2 separate regions of the Ovis aries genome follow, and region 1 is linked to region 2. Evidence: chromatin contacts called from public Hi-C data. All regions are on one chromosome and are shown on one strand. Each heading gives the region's core, a stretch centred on a gene start, on an enhancer-like site or on the middle of the called end of the contact. The rest is flanking DNA. Distances are from core to core; before and after follow the strand shown.

Region 1 (2,700 bases), core at 174-2,673, 950 kb after region 2:
TCATCATAAGAAAGTAGCATTGTCTCCAGTTAATAGGGAGATCCAACTGCACCTTCCATAAATATACTTCTCTTGAGCTGCTCCATACCCAATTCTGCTGGCCACAAGTACCGACTGGTCCATCAGAGAGGATTTTCTCAGGAAGATGCAGTGATGCTTGGTCAGTGATGCTTTCCTCCACCCCATCCTCCACTGATTCTATTCCACAGTGTTATTCAATTTGTTGGAAAACTAATTTGACTTGAAGGTGTCCATTGAAACAATAGACAGGCACCCACAGATGGAGAGTGGACTCTTTGCCCTTATAAGTACTGATTTTCACAACCTCTATGGGTGGAATAAATCATTTTGTCAGCCTTCTGGACAGTTCTGGAGTTTAGGTAGAAGCTAAAAGGCTACAGCTTAATAGAAGCATTTGTAACCCTGTTAAGATAAACACACACAATTCCAAAAAAAATGCTGAGAAGCAAGACAGCCTAGGTTGTTTTCCCCCAGATTCCCATCAGGTACAAACACCGGGAACAAGCGGAGTTACTTCAAAAGCAACAGTCTTGTTTCCTGAAAGATCTGTGCTCAGAAGTTTAGAAACTCAGGGGTGAATCTAGAGGTGAGAAAGTTTTCACGGCGCAGGGAGATCTAAATCAGATTTGGAATTGCAGAGCACAGGGCTGTGGCCAAACTTTCCTTAAATTTGTACTATTTCCCCTTCATTTTGTCTTAAATGTTATTGATTTTATATCCTTTTTTCATCAACTCAGAATTTGTTCAGTATTCCCTTATTTTACTCCCAGTTAAAATAGAAGAGATTTGGTGCTCCGAAAATTTCTAGAATTAGCTGTTTTGATTTTTCTTAAAGAAATTTAAAAATCCATCGATTAACACACCGCCCTCCCTCACGCATGCACACATCCTCTTCTTTCAGGAAGATGTTACAGTGTCCCAGAGGGTAGTAGAAGGGATTGAGAGGTCAAGGAATCCCTAGATTTTCAGAGACACCTGTCAAGTTGGGCTCAACACCTGCTGTCCGATCCACCCTCTGTAACCCCGGTGGAATGAAACTCCACTGATCTGGAACTGGAACGAGTGAGGGGGGTTAAGGTTCTAAGGCGACACAGATGTCAGGGCAGAACTTTCCAACAAGCTGAGCTCCACTTCATCTGAGAAAATGCGCCTGAGAGCCCAGCCCTGGAGACTGGGCAGACTGAAAACATGGAGTAGCTTGGCCAGGAAAATGATCATCGCGATGAAAGTAGTATTTTGAATACGACTCTAAGTGCGACACGCTAACTTGGCTCAGGCCGGGACGTTGCGACGAGCTGAGGTTTTCACATGCGCTCCTCAGACTCTTGAGTTTTTATTGAGATGACCAGGGTGGGAGGGGAGGGCAGGCTGAATCTGTGGCTTCTTGCTCGGAGGTGGAGACAGCCCAGCCTGCGGGACTACACGAGATAGGATCGAGTACAATCCGGTCCCCAGTGAGGCGAGGCGCGCCGGAAGGAATCGAAGTAAGAGTTTAATTAACTATCCCGCCCCGACCAAGCCAAAGGAAAAGAACCCCAAATAGGCAACCCCGAAACCGTTTGATCAGAGGAAATTGGGTTTGTCTTTTTTGCTCCTTCACCCTTCCTGTCTTTCCATCCATCAGAATGCTTGGTTTAAAAAAAAAAAAAAAAAGCGTATAATTGGGGGCGGGGCAGAGAAGACCCGACTGCACTTGAGAACCCCGGCTGCGCCCAGGCGAACTTCATCCCGCAGATTGCGCGGACTCAGCTCAGCCCTCCCGCGGCGCCGAGCCGGTCCAACCAGCCCGGGCTCCGCGCGCCCTCGGCCGCCGGAATCCGGCGCCGACCCGCCAGCCTTTCGCAGCGGAGCCGGGGCCGCGTGGGCGCGCGCGGCCCGGATCCCGCGGCGGGTTCCGCGCTCCGCGTTTTCGCTCGCGCCGGGCGGGCGGCCGAGGGCGGGGTGCGCGGCGGCGCGGAGAGGGCTGGGGAGCCGGGCGCACTCCGCCTGCAGCCCCGCGAGCGCCGCCTCCCGCGGCCGCCGCGCCAGACAGCGCGCCCCGGAGCGTGCCCGCCTCGCGCCGCCAGCGCTGACCTCCGCGAGGGGCGCCGCGGCCGCAACGGCCACGTCCCGGGTGCCGGGTGGTTTCTGCGCTGCCCGCCTTCGCCCGCCGCTGACACCGCGGAGCGCGGGTCCGCAGAGCCGACGCAGAGTCGACGACCGTCCAGCCGAGTCCCGCTCCCTCTCTGAGGTGAGTGGGCTCTGCAGAGGGGCTGCGGGTGCGGCGGTGGGCGGCTAGCGCCGCGGGGTAAGGGCCGAAAAGGTCCGCGTCACTGCGGGGCGTCTGACACTCGGAGTGGTTCGGTGTCGCAGAAGATGCGGGAGATGGGCATAACCGGTTTGTTGGGCTGTGTAGACAGTGAAAGCAGATACTGGGGCTGCGGCACCAGAGGGCTTCAGATAGCCTGCCCGCACCGCTCCTGTTGGCTGCAGCACAACCAACTCTTCCTTTGATTCTTCCCTGCGTGGAAACCGTTCAGGGGCCCCAGAGTTGGGGCGCTGCGGGGCGCAGGGAGGCCAGGGCGCATTGGTCAGTGTCCGCCGCTTAGGATCGCCTGTCACCTACCGGCGTCCAGAGGCAGGCTGCCGACTCTCCCCTAACACTCCGGGGAAAGGGTCGATTGCTTTTTTCCTGGGGTG
Region 2 (2,700 bases), core at 74-2,573:
TGTTCTCTTTATCTGTGAGTCTGCTTCTTTGTTGTATATTTTAGATTCCACATATAAAAGTCATATATAGTTTTTGTCTTTTTCTGTCTGACTTATTTCAGTTACCATAATGCCTTCTGCTACTGCTGCTACATAAGTTGCTTTAGTTGTGCCCGACTCTGTGCGACCCCATAGACAGCAGCCCACCAGGCTCTTCTGTCCATAGGATTCTCTGGGCAAGAATACTGGAGTGGGTTGCCATTTCCTCCTCCAATGCATGTATGAATGTCGAGTCACTTCAGTCGTGTCTGACTCTGTGTGACTCTATGGACAGCAGCCCACCAGGCCACTCTGCCCATGGGATTCTCTAGGCAAGAATATTGGAGTGGGTTGCCATTTCCTTCTCCTAATGCCTCCTGAGACTCTCTATATTACTGCAAATGGCAATTTTTTTTCATTTTTATGCTGAATAGTTCATTAATTATAAATAAACCATATCTTCTTTATCCATTCATCTGTTGATTGACACTTAGGTTGCTTCCATGTCTTGGTAATTGTAAATAATACTGCTATTAATATTGGGGTGCAGGTATCTTTTTGAATTAGTGTTTTTGGTATATATATATATGTATGTACATATATACATATATATATCCAGGAGTGGAATTGGTCCATATGGTAGTTGGTCCATATGGTCCATATGGTAGTTCTTAGTTTTTTGAGAAACCTCCATACTGTTTTCAACAGTGGCTCTACCAATTTATGTTCGCACCCATAGTGTTCAGGAGGACAGATCGTATGTTAAGTATGCCTATCATAAATAATAATAATAATAATAGAGAATAGAAGGCAACTTTGTGATCTGATTTGTATGTTTATGGTATAGATTGTGATGATGATTTTAGTCTTATCTCCAAGCTCATCAAGTTGTACATATTAAATAAATACAGTTTTTTCCATGTCAGTTATTTACCTCAATAAAGTGGCTTTAAAAGTTCAAAAAATACCAAGGTTTTATTTTCATTCTTAAACCGCCTAAAATAAAGACATAAAAAACACCAATAAGGGCACTAAAGAAGAATGATGCAAATCACACTGAAATGCTGAAGTGAATTGGTGCCCCTTTGACGTTGTAACCCACAGTCAGTAGAGGATGCTGTTGCTCCTCTTTCAGAGACCGTTTTCCAGGGCTATGACCCTCTACTAAGGGCATGAAGGGAAAATGAAAGTGAGTTGCAGAGATGGGGATTGCCTGGTGGAAATGATTCACCCAATTTGACTTCCTGCTGGGTAAAGCAGCAAGGACTGAAAAGGCCATGAAAATGCAAGGGAAATTATAAGCAGATGGAGGCTTTGCTGCCAAAAACTGTTCTGAGAGTAATGCTCAAAGGTGATTTCAAAGATCAGGAGACTGTATAATTGAGGCCTGTGTATACTGCTATTTCCTTCAATATATGATTAGTCAGCCTAAGAGCTGATCATTCCTGGATTTCTGGAAGCTTGATCTTAATTAACAAAGTTGCTCTGATGTAATATATGGATTCAGACAATTTTGATTTATTTCATTGTTTTTTGACTTCTTGGCAAAGTCAAATGTTTGCAATATGCTTTGCAGCATTTTCCCTATTTCCCAGATTGTAGATTTCTTTCATTTATTCATTGAGATATATTTTGAGGAATGATTGGAATGATTGCAAAAAATAATAGAAGTCACCAACACAGACATTGGAATAGGGCTGAAAGACCTTCAAAGTTGTACAATCATATGGTCATAAAAAGTGTGGGAGCAGGTAACTACCGGTTGGGACTGAATACCAGTTTAACTCTCCTCTGGTTTGCAGTGTGAATCCTGACAAATTGTTTTGTCTCACTGATACTCAATCTCTTTATTTGTAAATTAATTGCCATAGAAGCTTGGATATAGTAACCCAGGCAATGGCACCCCACTCCAGCACTCTTACCTGGAAAATCCCATGGACGGAGTCGGACACGACTGAGTGACTTCACTTTCACTTTTCACTCTCATGCATTGGAGAAAGAAATGGCAACCCACTCCAGTGTTCTTGCCTGGAGAATCCCGGGACGGAGGAGCCTCATGGGCTGCCGTCTATGGGGTCGCACAGAGTCAGACACGACTGAAGCGACTTAGCAGCAGCAGCATCAATACGTGTTAGTGTTATTTATAAATTGTTTCCATTGTCATTTTTATTTTCACAATAGTTATGAGGTGGGTGAACAAAATATTCTTGTCCCCACTTTAGAAGTGGAAAAAACTGGGGCTTGGAGAGTTTGAGCTGCATGCAGATATCCCCATGACTGGGCTTCCCAGGTGGCGCTAGAAGAGAACCCACTTGCTAATGCAGGTAGACGTAAGAGATGCAAGTTAGATCCTTGGGTCAGGAAGATCCCCTGGAGGAGGGAACAGCAACCCCCTCCAGTATTCTTGCCTGGAGAATCCTGTGGACAGAGTAGCTTGGTGGGTTAAGGTTCATAGGGTTGCAAAGAGTTGGACATGACTAAAGTGACTTTCCATGCAGACATGCATCCCCATGACTATTAAGGAGGATTCTGGTTCTGCTTTGTCTGAAGTCAAGGGTCACACCCTTTTTTGTGATCAACATCAGTTCTTCTGGTGTAGTTGTAGTGGGCATGGGGCTTATCCATGGATCCCAGTGAAGTACAGCTTCCAGTTCAGCAGGACTGCAGTTGGCCTAAAGTCTT

What was found. Hi-C and Micro-C count contacts between places; a contact is called where the count stands out from the background.
Region 1: a Hi-C map of skin fibroblasts shows a contact between it and region 2, with 2.9 times the contacts expected there. The contact joins the promoter of PRICKLE1 here to the enhancer-like site in region 2. A contact is called at or near these places in 2 of 16 Hi-C or Micro-C datasets (skin fibroblasts and tail adipose tissue).

The regions. Positions count from the first base shown.
Region 1 is chr3:144,347,693-144,350,392 of ARS-UI_Ramb_v3.0, forward strand. It overlaps PRICKLE1 (prickle planar cell polarity protein 1), which reads left to right and starts at 1,424. Exons shown (of 10, transcript XM_060412711.1): 1 at 1,424-1,505.
Region 2 is chr3:143,393,663-143,396,362 of ARS-UI_Ramb_v3.0, forward strand. No RefSeq gene overlaps it. Among named protein-coding and RNA genes, the nearest start is that of TRNAI-GAU, 50 kb to the right of the region's middle. Within about 2 kb of position 1,324, at least 4 of the 54 cell types and tissues checked have an H3K27ac peak or open chromatin away from gene starts, as enhancers often do.